Regions from separate parts of the Mus musculus genome. Here all the other regions are linked to region 1. Evidence: chromatin contacts called from public HiChIP or PLAC-seq and promoter capture Hi-C data. All regions are on one chromosome and are shown on one strand. Each heading gives the region's core, a stretch centred on a gene start, on an enhancer-like site or on the middle of the called end of the contact. The rest is flanking DNA. Distances are from core to core; before and after follow the strand shown. Region 1 holds the start of Plekhb2 (pleckstrin homology domain containing, family B (evectins) member 2). Region 2 has its middle 18 kb from the start of Gm33222. Region 3 overlaps Gm39623 (a long non-coding RNA gene).

Region 1 (3,355 bases), core at 814-3,313:
CAGTGGGCCTGCTGAGGGCGTGTGCTCACTCACACACAGTGGGCCTGCTGAGGGCGTGTGCTCACTCACACACAGTGGGCCTGCTGAGGGCGTGTGCTCACTCACACATAGTGGGCCTGTTGAGAACATGTTTTAATCCTCTTCTTCCTTCTTGACAAGGAGTTAGAACACAAAGCCAATTTCACTAAATTAGAAAACTTACTAAGCCTCTTCACTAGTTCCTGGAAAACATATTTAACTCAAACTGTATTCAAATACAACTCTTTTTCCTATTATTTAAGGTATGTATGTATGTATGTATGTATGTATGTATATGTATCACTTCTGTATATATTCATTAAAGAAAATTTTGGTATCTGGAGAGATAGCTAGCAGTTAAGAGTACTGGCTGCTCTTAAGGACATCTCTGGCCTCCATGGGAACCTGCACCGTGTATACATACTCCCACACAGACAGACAGACAAGTAATTTAAAATGAAAGGAAAATTCAATAAGTGCAGTAAAGTAGGAAAAAAATCTGCATTTTCTATTGCTGTGAAATTATCATGACTCAAAGCAACTTAGGGAAGGAAGGACTTATTTAGTTTATAAATCTTGATCACAGTCTGACATCGAGGGAAGGCAAGGCAGGAACTCAAGCAGAGACCGTGGAGGGACCCTGCTTACTGGTCTGCTTTCTTATATAATCCATGACCTCCTGCTAAAGGATTGCATTGCCTGTACTGAGATAGGCACCGCCCCCCAATGCCAATCACTTTAGAGAAAGTCCCCAGACTTATCTGATGGAGATTTTTTTCTCATTTGAGGTTCCCTTCCCAGATGATCCTAGTTTGTGTCAAGCTGACAAAAACTAATCAGTACAACAGCTATAGCTCCATCAATGTAAATGATCATAGGGCTGTCCGATGACCTGAGGGTACCTTCGGTCTCCTTCCCACAGGGCAACACCCATCTCTCCTGTAGGTAATTTGAGATTAGGCATTTCCTGGTAGGAGGGCAGATACAGCAGATACACAAGTGTATTTAAAACCAGCTTTGAGTATACGTGTTATGAGGGTACGTTTTTCCTTGAAGTGAAATAGTAACAAATTTATTTACTGTTTCAGGTGTAAACACGGTGTGTGTTTGTGTGTGTGTGTGTGTGTGTGTGTGTGTGGCACATGCATAAAGCTATAGGATGTATGACCCACCAACTCAAGGCTACCTAACAGCCCATCTGTCAATCAGGGCAAAGGGTCTACCTAATTTCTACGCAGGGAATCTGCTCCTCACTCTACTTAAACTCACAACGCTCCAAAAGGTCATGGGGGTCTTGAGTCTTATGCTTGCTCAGGCCGTTCCCATTCTGGGGAGTGTATTCCATGCATTTTCTTTGTAAATAAATGTACCCTTTGACAACCTTTATTCTGTGTTGTGCAAGTCATTGTTTGAGACACCAAGAACCTAGAAAAAACCTGGGATACACAAGGCACTATAATTAAAAGAGTATTTTTTTTTCCTTAGACTGACCTTGAGCTCACTACCTAGCTAAAGATAATCTTGGCCTTCCTTTATATCTTCTTACCACATCTTTCAAATGCTGAGATTACAGCTGTGTACTGCCATGTTATGTAGCCCAAGCTGCCCTCAAAGTTATTATCCTCCTGACTAAGCCTCCCCAGTACTGAGATTACAGTCCTACTAACACCCCCCGGCTCCTTCCTCATTTATTTTTTTATCCTTATATTTTATATTCTAAGCTATAACATTTCTATGTGAGTTATTGCTAAGACTTCCAGTTTTGTTCCTTGATTGCTGTTTCAGTTTTGACATCTCCATCTTCCTGGTTTTTAAGCCTGCAGGTCTTCATTTCTGGCTCTGAGAGGTCCCAGGTTCAGTTTGCCCTTGGCTTGCCCCCATTCCCGCTGTCACGCTTTTCTCTACGAAGCTCTGTGTTTAGAGGCCAAGATCAAGAAACTTAGAACCACCTTTGAGCAGATAACAGCCCAGGTTGAGAGCAACGCCTTGGCTTCGGCCCTGCACCCGGGTGGCACCTGCCTTGCGCGCATGCGCATGGCTCGAGGCGGTGACGCAGGACCAGGACTCGCGCGTCCAGCGGAGAAGCAGGAGAAGCCGGCGACCTTGCGCTCTCAGCCTGATCCCTGTCTTGGCGGCCTGAACATTCGCAGGTGACTGTGCCCGCGGAGCCCCCCTGCGCCCGCGTGCGACCCCTTCCCCGGACCTCCCCGGTCGGAGGTACCCCATTCGGCCCCGCTCACGCCCCTCCGGGGGTAACCCGCTTCGCCAATACCCCCTCTCAAAGCCTGGCTCTGGGGAGCTCTAACCTTGCTGGCCGCGCCCACTTCCTCGGTGACACCACCCCCCCCAGCCCCTGTTCCTTCCCCCTTCTCTAATGTTCCTCGCCTCCCCCCCCCCCCCCAGCTCTTGCCCTCTTCCTTTTCCAGAGTGTCTCCATTCTGACCCACACCCCTCCCTCGTCCCTAACGTCTGCTGTTCTGATGATACACTCCACCTCACACTAGCTCCTGCCTTTTCCCCAGTATCCATCCTCATTATATTACTCCAGCCTCTCCCTGCCTCCTCCCCACTCCCCCATGTCCTCAATCTTAATTGTATCCCCCCCTCCCCTCCTGTCTCTTCAGTGTCCCTACCCTGACTGTTCTCTTCCTTTCCCACCTCCTACCCCTTCCCAGTGTCCCCATCCTGATTGTATCCTCCCCCCATCGGCCCCCCAGCTACTACGTTCCTCCTTACTTAGCGTCCCCATCCTGATTGTATTCCCCTCCAGCTCCTGACTCCTCCCCTGTCGCTAGTGTCCCACATTCTGGTTGTACTCCCTCCTCCAAGTCTGTCTCTTCCCCACTTCCTGATCTATCCTCCCAGCCCTTCATAGTCTTCCTTAGGGTCCTGTCTAGCCTAGCTCCCCTCCATTTCCCCCTGGGTCTCTGCAGGGATTCTTCAGTGTTCCCCACCATAATCTTTTCTTCTCCTGACCCAGTGACCAGGTCTGTCTTGTACCCCTGCCCTTTCCTCAGGGTCTTTTCCGGGTTCACCAAAAGCCCATTTTTTTTTTTTTTTTTTTTTTTTTTGAGACAGGGTTTCTCTGTATAGCCTTGGCTGTCCTGGAACTCACTTTGTAGACCAGGCTGGCCTCAAACTCAGAAATCCGCCTGCCTCTGCCTCCCAAGTGCTGGGATTAAAGGCGTGCACCACCACCGCCCGGCCCAAATGCCCACTTCTTGATGTATCCTCCCCAGTCCTACGCATCCCTTCCCAGGTGCCCCCTGTCCTAAATGGTATCTTCCCGTAGAGCTGCTTAGCCCTTACCCTCCCTCCCCTTCTCCACCTATGTCTG
Region 2 (3,267 bases), core at 123-2,622, 1.1 Mb after region 1:
GTAAAGTCCCTTAATGCAGAGCTGAGAAGATATGTGTCAATTGGCAACACGCTTGATCACACAACCTAAGAACCTGAGTCCAACCCAGAACCCATGTCTAAAAGTCAGGCAAGATGACATGTATTTGTAATCTCAGTTCATGGAGGCCACTGTCATGACCTCAGGTAACCCTGATTACCTCTGAGGGTACTTATCTACAAGTACTGGCCTCCCCAGGCTCATCCTGTGTGTGACCTTGTTGGAGGAAGTATGTCACTCAGGGTGGGCTTTGAAGTCTCAGATGCTCAAGCCAGACCTTATATCTCAACCTCTTCCTGCTGCCTGCAGATCCAGATGTGGAACTCTCAGCTACCTACCTCTCCTGCACCATGTCTGCCTGCACGCTGCCATGCTTCCTGCCACGATGACAATGGACTAAACCCCTGAACTGTAAGCCAGCCTCAATGAAATGTCTTCCCTTTACAAAAGCTGCCATGGATATGGTGTCTCTTCACAGCAATAGAAACCCAAACTAAGACAAACGTCAACACAGCATTTGGGATTAAGTCTACCAACAAAGAAACTTGGACAGGAAATGGTCAGATTACAGCAGTACCACAGACTCTTTCCCCCACAGCATATGGCTGCCAGCTGTGCATGGCACATCCTGAGCAGAATAAGGGTGGGTCCAGGGCAGCCGGAGTGACTCTTGGGAGCCTTTCTCCTTGTTGCCAGCTCCCCACCCCAAGAATGCAGCCACCCTCATGAAACTCAGGGAGAAATTTCTATCGGAGAGGAAGAAGCTCTTCCACAGCTGTGTCCCTCAGTGCAGCCACTGAAAGGCAAACATTTACCCAAGATGCGTCGTGTACCCCACCCCAGCCAGCAGCCGCCGCCAGCTCTGATGATGGAGGCTTTGAATAGCACTGAGGCCCAAGCCAGAGCCAATGAAGCTGTTTCAACCACCAAACCTTTCAGAGGCTGCTGGGAAGTGTTCTCTGTTAATTCCAACCACATGGCAAATTAAGTTCTATTTACCCTCTTTCAAAAATATTTTCCTCCCTTGATTTAATGAAATCTGGAGTTGCGCCACTGTTCTGAGCTTGCTGGGCCTGGCTCACTGAAGAGAGAGAAGGCAGCCCAGTGGGCTAAGCTTTGTCCCTCAAGGACACATGCCTGTGGTGTCAGCAAGGCCCCTGTGTGGACAGAAGTTAATAGGAGCCAGGTGGGGCGGAGGTGAGAGACAGATGGGCAGATAATAAGCAGACAAATGACAGAGCAGGGGGTACACTTCAATTTAGACCAAAATGCCCTTTGGCACTGTGGTCTCAACCACCCTTCCCTCACTTCCCCACCTCCTTACAACGTTTAGGGTGGAGTACAAGAAGCAAAGAGGAAGCAGAAAGGACAGCACTGGCCTGTCACTGTAGCCTGAGCTCAAGCAAAGGCCCTGTACCATCACAGAGGACCCCATAGTTCATCTGCACTTAGCTCCTGGCCTGGCTAGATGAAGAACTCATGAAGATCTAACCAGGATGTTGGCTCCCGTGCCATGCCACCACCTGGACCCATTTTTCCTGGGTCACAGATACCTCCCATGCCATGTCAGACTCACCCAGGGCAGCAAGACACCCTCATGGAAGTGTTCTGCTATCCCACTTCTGGTGGCTGGCAAGGCAGGACACTCTCCTTCTGGGCATAAACTTGCCAGCTGCTCCAGGGAAGATGGCTCAGTTCTACCTCACTTGCCCACAGCTGCAGCCCCCAAGTTCCTTTAACCCTCTTCCAGGGCCAGTCTGTAGGCCAATAGCTGCTTTGTATGGGTTCCAAAGACCAAGCCTGTCACCCCATGCAAGTAAGCTCTGAGACCATCCCCATTCTGGAATGCCAAAAGATGCTGTCAAAGCCACTCAGCATGCAAAACTTGTATTCAGAACCTGCTTCGGGGGAAGACCACTTCAGACAACTAGCTTTAGGAGCAGTGGTGGAAAGTTGGCTCTAAAGGGGACTTCTGGAGCTGACGCCCTTGGCAGAACCCTGGTAGGAGGGAGACAGAGAGCCCTGAGCATAGTATTAGAGTCAAGGCAAATCATTCTGGGGTAAGCAGGGACCAGAGCCTTACAGGATTTGCTCGATAGTTTTATGTCAACTTGACACAAGCTAAAGTCATCTGAGAGAAGGAAATCTCAATTAGGAAAATGCCTCCATGAGACAGGGCTGCAGGCAAGCCTGCAGGGCATTTTCTTAATTAGTGATTGATCGGGGAGGGCTGCATAGGTATGGCCCCATAGACTCATGTGTTTGAATGCTTGGACCATGAAGTGTGGCACTACTAGGAGGTGTGGACTTATTGTGTGACTTTGAAGGAGGAAGTGTGTCACTGTGGTGGTGGGTGGTGGTGGGAAGCTCTGGGGTAATATATATGCTCAAATCCTGCCCAGTGTAAAACACTCCTCCTGCTTGACTTCAGATCAAGATGTAGAACTCTCTGCTCTTCCAGCACCATGCCTGCCTGCAAGCTGCCATGCTTCCCACCATGACGATAATGGCCTGAACCTCTGAAACTCGAAGCCAGCCCCAACTAAATGTTTTCCTTTATAAGAGTTGCTGTAGCCATAGTATGAACCTGACCACACAGCAATGAAACCTTAACTAAGACAAGAGCCTGTGTCGCATGGTGAGTAGTTTCATCCCTGAGCTGATGGCCCTGGGTGCTATTTAAAAAGCAGGCTGAGCAAGCCATGGGGAACAAGCCAGTAAGCAGCACCACTCCATGACCTCTGCATCAGCTCCTGCCTCTAAGTTCCTACCCTGTTTAAGTTTCTGTTCTGGCTTCCTTTGATGATGAACTGTGATGTGTAGATTGGATAAACCCTATTCTCCCCATGTTGTTTGGTTGTGGTATTTCATCACAGCAATAGAAACCCTAATAAGACACATATGATACTGTAAGAACAGTACAGCATCCCTGATCCCCACGGCAGGAGTGTCTTGAGAACTAGGGAACTGATGCTTGCTGGAGTCAATGGTTAACTGGAATGGGATGGGTAAGTCCAGGAGAATGGGGCTGGGGAAGATGTCAGGCTAGACAGCTTATCTGCACATGGTTCCAGGAGCTCCCCCTCAGTGAGAATGGGACTCAGGATGTAGACACACCGGGCACAACTCTCAGATACCCAAACCTGCTAGGAGACTAGAGCAATCTAGCTCCCTTAGAAGCGGATGCCCCTGCCCTCATGAAAACTCTCGGTTGGTTAAATGAACAAGTGCTGTAGGAGACGAGGTCAT
Region 3 (3,454 bases), core at 142-2,641, 1.2 Mb after region 1:
TAAACCTCCCTTCTCTACCCACTCTCCCCTCCCACTTATCCCCTGCCAAGCGACAGGCTAGGGCTACAGGATGCAGATGCTCTTGGGGAAGAGGGTGGCTAGATGTTGTAGTTACGGTTTCATTGCTGTGAAGCGACACCAGGACCAAGGCAACTCTTATAAAGAACAGCACTAACTGGGGCTGGCAGTTATAGGTTCAGAGGCTCAGTCCATTATCATCAAGGCAGGAAGCATGGCAGCATCAGGCAGGCATGGTGCAGGAGGAGCTGAGAGTTCTACATCTTTTCCCTAAGGCAAACAGGGGAAGACTTGATTCCTCAGGCAGCTAGGAGGAGGGTCTCAAAGCCCACCCCCACAGTGACACACTTCCTCCAACAAGGCCACACCTCTTAATAGTGCCACTCCCTGGGCCAAGCGTGTTCAAACCACCACACTAGACTACCCATATTAGCAAATGTTTTCCTTTCCAGCCATTTAGCCTGAACCCTCCTGGGGGGAAGCCCACAGAGCTGCCTGTTACAACTCAATGTCAAATGCTTCTCCTACCATGCCCTTCAGTAGCTGTGTGTGTCTCCAGTAACTGTTGATTCTGAGTATAAGCCTCGGGCTACCAAACTTTAAGCTTGTTGGAGGCTATCCTGGCTTGGTAATGTGACAGGGCAAGACAGTGCAGAAGTTCTTCCATCTTGTATTCTTGCTGAGGCCATTTCAGGTTTAGCTAGAATTTGATCTCCTTGATGGAGAATCCCTTGGGAAACGACCTAACTTTACTCTAGGACCTGAGGCTGAGATGCCCCAGCTTGCTTATCTTAGCTTCTGCTAAACTGCCTGCTTGTGCAAGACCTCTCCCCCTGCAGCCAAGTGAGATACTAGAATGTGATTTTTGCCTTTAAAAGCCCCTTGATCTAAATGCTTGAAGCTACACTTAGTCAGGGTTTCTATTGCTGCAACAAAACACCATGACCAAAAAGCAAGTTGGGGAGGAAAGGGTTTATTCAGCTTAGACTTCCAGGTTGCTGTTCACCATTGAAGGAAGGTATAGGAGCTCAAGCAGGACAAGAACCTGGAGGCAGGGGCTGGTGTAGGGGTCATGGAGAAGTGCTGCTACTGGCTTGCTTCCCATGGCTTGGGCGGCCTGATTTCTTATAGAACCCAGGACCACCAGCCCAGGAATGGCTCCACCCACAATGGGCTGGGCCCTCCCCCATTGATCACTAATTAAGAAAATGCCTTACAGCTGGATCTCATGGAGGCATTTCCTCAACGGAGGCTCCCTCCTCTCTGAGGACTCTAGCTTGTGTCAAGCTGACATAAAACCAGCCAGTACACTTAGGTACTGAATACCTGAGTGTAGTTCCAGCCAGCTGGAATTAAGGCTTTCAATTCGCTATAAACTGCATCTGAGTGGTCATCTCTAGTGAGCTGCTATCTCCCAGTGACATACCTGAGGGATTAAGAGTTAGACAGATACCTGATAGGCAGAAAAATAGGGAGAAGGGGCATATCAGCTCAGTAATATAAAGCCTAACTTTACAATGACAGGCTGCTTCCTTGCCTTTCTGACAGAAGACTAAGGCCTGGAGGGCTTTTTCTCCTGCCAGGAGGAGGGGCCTCTCTGCTGATGGGCTTGCCCAAAAAGTTCAAGGCTGGATCAGGATCTGTTTATGCCAAAGTGTGGACCTATCATCTACCTTGTGTTTTGTTCAAACTGAGCAACCCTGAATTAGAGGAGGAAGGTCCCCCACCTCCACCCGCAAGGCTCTTAAAATTCCAAGGCACCAGGCGTGGCGGCACATGCCTTTAATCCCAGCATTTGGGAGGCAGAGGCAGGCAGATTTCTGAGTTCGAGGCCAGCCTGGTGTACAAAGTGAGTTCCAGGACAGCCAGGGCTATACAGAGGAACCCTGTCTCAAAAAACCAAAACCAAAACCAAAAAACAAACAAACAAAAAAACTCCAAGCCAAAGAAAAGTTGGGTTGGGAACTCCTGACACCCCTCCTCTGCTTTGTAGGGGGCCTCCTTCCTCTCTGTTTGTGTGTTTCCTCAACCCTAATAAAAGTTCTTCGTCACTGGATGGTTTTCTGTCTGCTGCATTTGAGATTGCCCCACTGCTACCTGTCTTATGAAGTGGAAATGTCTGGTTTCTTTGGAAACTCAGATGTTTCTCTGGAATCTGTCTTGTGAGAGGATGTTTTGCTGAAGCAGATGTTTGAGAGAGTGCATAATGTTTGGAAAGAGTTTAAGTAGAACCCTTACAGACAGTGAGAGAGCGCTCTTGAATTTCTATGTCTTGCAACACTTCGCTGGTCTTCACTGCTCACCCAGCAATACTTCACCAGTTTTCAGTGATCTTCGCTTGTTGTGACTTTGTAGAGAGAACCGCACCAAAGAACTTCTGGTATTCTGGCTGCTTTTTGGCACTTCCGCTGTGACCTGTGACGATTGGGCAGAGTCTCTGGTTTTCTGCTGGATGTAGTAGCTGCTACTGATTCGTGTTTGGTGTTTGCTTTTGGACTGGACAGCTGATATCCTGACAATGAAGATTGTAATCGCCCCAAAGAACTACTTCTAAACAGGTCCACACCCCTCTTGTCCTATTGACCATCTTTCTCCCTAGCTTTGATCAGGGGCTAGAAGGGAGGCTGGAGCTTTAGCGCACCCTAAATAAAGTGGGTTTTTGAAACATCAAGCCTATAGTTGGACTCAAGAGTTTCCCTGATTTCTCATTCTTTAACTAGCAGAGAAAACAAACCAAATCTAGTAACTGCCCATCACCCGTATGACATGGAATCTCTACCTTCTTCTAAAATCTACCCAGCTGCAATGCCTATGAACGACAATGGCAAACAACTCTAAGAGTACAATAGTGGCACTCATAACTTGGTAGTAACTAACAGCTCTATGATTGGACTTAAGGCCTGCTCGTCAGGCAATAAATCATGCCTTATACTGGAAACCTAGCCAACCACCCCCACATAGTGAGTTCATGGATATTAGGGGATAACCTACAACTGCCGCTTCACTAAGCTAACATAATTCCTGTGTTCTAAATACCCATCCTTATACCCAGAGGTAAGTATAGTTCTCACCCGTGAACAAAGAAACTTCTCTCTGCAACAGACCCATTACAGAAACAACCGATGAACAAAATATAGAGAATGGCTGATTGTGAGGGAACCCAGACCCCACTGATTCAACACAACCCCTGTACCTAAGGCTCAGGGAACAATGAAGAAGAAGAAGAAGAAGAAGAGATGGAAAGCAGGAGCCAGAGGATGAGGGAATCTGCTGTGAGACTGTATCCCCTAGAAATGACAGGGAAGCTTTACCCATGATCCCTCAACAATAGACTTTGGATCTGAACTGAAAGTTCTTTTAAAAAAGAAATAAAGCCGGGCGTGCTGGCATACGCCTTTAATCCCAGCACTCAGAAGGCAGAGGCAGGCAGATTTCT

What was found. Promoter capture Hi-C pulls out the DNA fragments that hold promoters and counts their contacts. HiChIP or PLAC-seq counts read pairs in DNA pulled down with a chosen protein or histone mark.
Region 2: a promoter capture Hi-C map of cranial neural crest shows a contact between it and region 1. The contact joins the enhancer-like site here to the promoter of Plekhb2 in region 1. A contact is called at or near these places in 2 of 39 promoter capture datasets (the 3T3-L1 cell line and cranial neural crest) and 3 of 115 datasets of contacts at active chromatin or transcription factors (embryonic fibroblasts, embryonic stem cells and stem cell-derived neural progenitor cells).
Region 3: an H3K27ac HiChIP or PLAC-seq map of extraembryonic endoderm stem cells shows a contact between it and region 1, with 4 times the contacts expected there. The contact joins the enhancer-like site here to the promoter of Plekhb2 in region 1. A contact is called at or near these places in 4 of 39 promoter capture datasets (the 3T3-L1 cell line, cranial neural crest, hippocampal neurons and 1 more), 4 of 115 datasets of contacts at active chromatin or transcription factors (embryonic stem cells and extraembryonic endoderm stem cells) and 1 of 9 other capture datasets (embryonic stem cells).

What each region holds. Positions count from the first base shown.
Region 1 is chr1:34,847,896-34,851,250 of GRCm38.p6, forward strand. It overlaps Plekhb2 (pleckstrin homology domain containing, family B (evectins) member 2), which reads left to right and starts at 2,064. Exons shown (of 8, transcript NM_145516.2): 1 at 2,064-2,168.
Region 2 is chr1:35,991,774-35,995,040 of GRCm38.p6, forward strand. No RefSeq gene overlaps it. Among named protein-coding and RNA genes, the nearest start is that of Gm33222, 18 kb to the right of the region's middle. Within about 2 kb of position 1,373, at least 22 of the 459 cell types and tissues checked have an H3K27ac peak or open chromatin away from gene starts, as enhancers often do.
Region 3 is chr1:36,018,865-36,022,318 of GRCm38.p6, forward strand. Gm39623 (a long non-coding RNA gene) reads left to right here. Exons shown (of 3, transcript XR_865339.1): 3 at 2,374-2,624. Among named protein-coding and RNA genes, the nearest start is that of Gm39623, 3.8 kb to the left of the region's middle. Within about 2 kb of position 1,392, at least 7 of the 459 cell types and tissues checked have an H3K27ac peak or open chromatin away from gene starts, as enhancers often do. A contact at or near this core is called in extraembryonic endoderm stem cells, where this site is marked.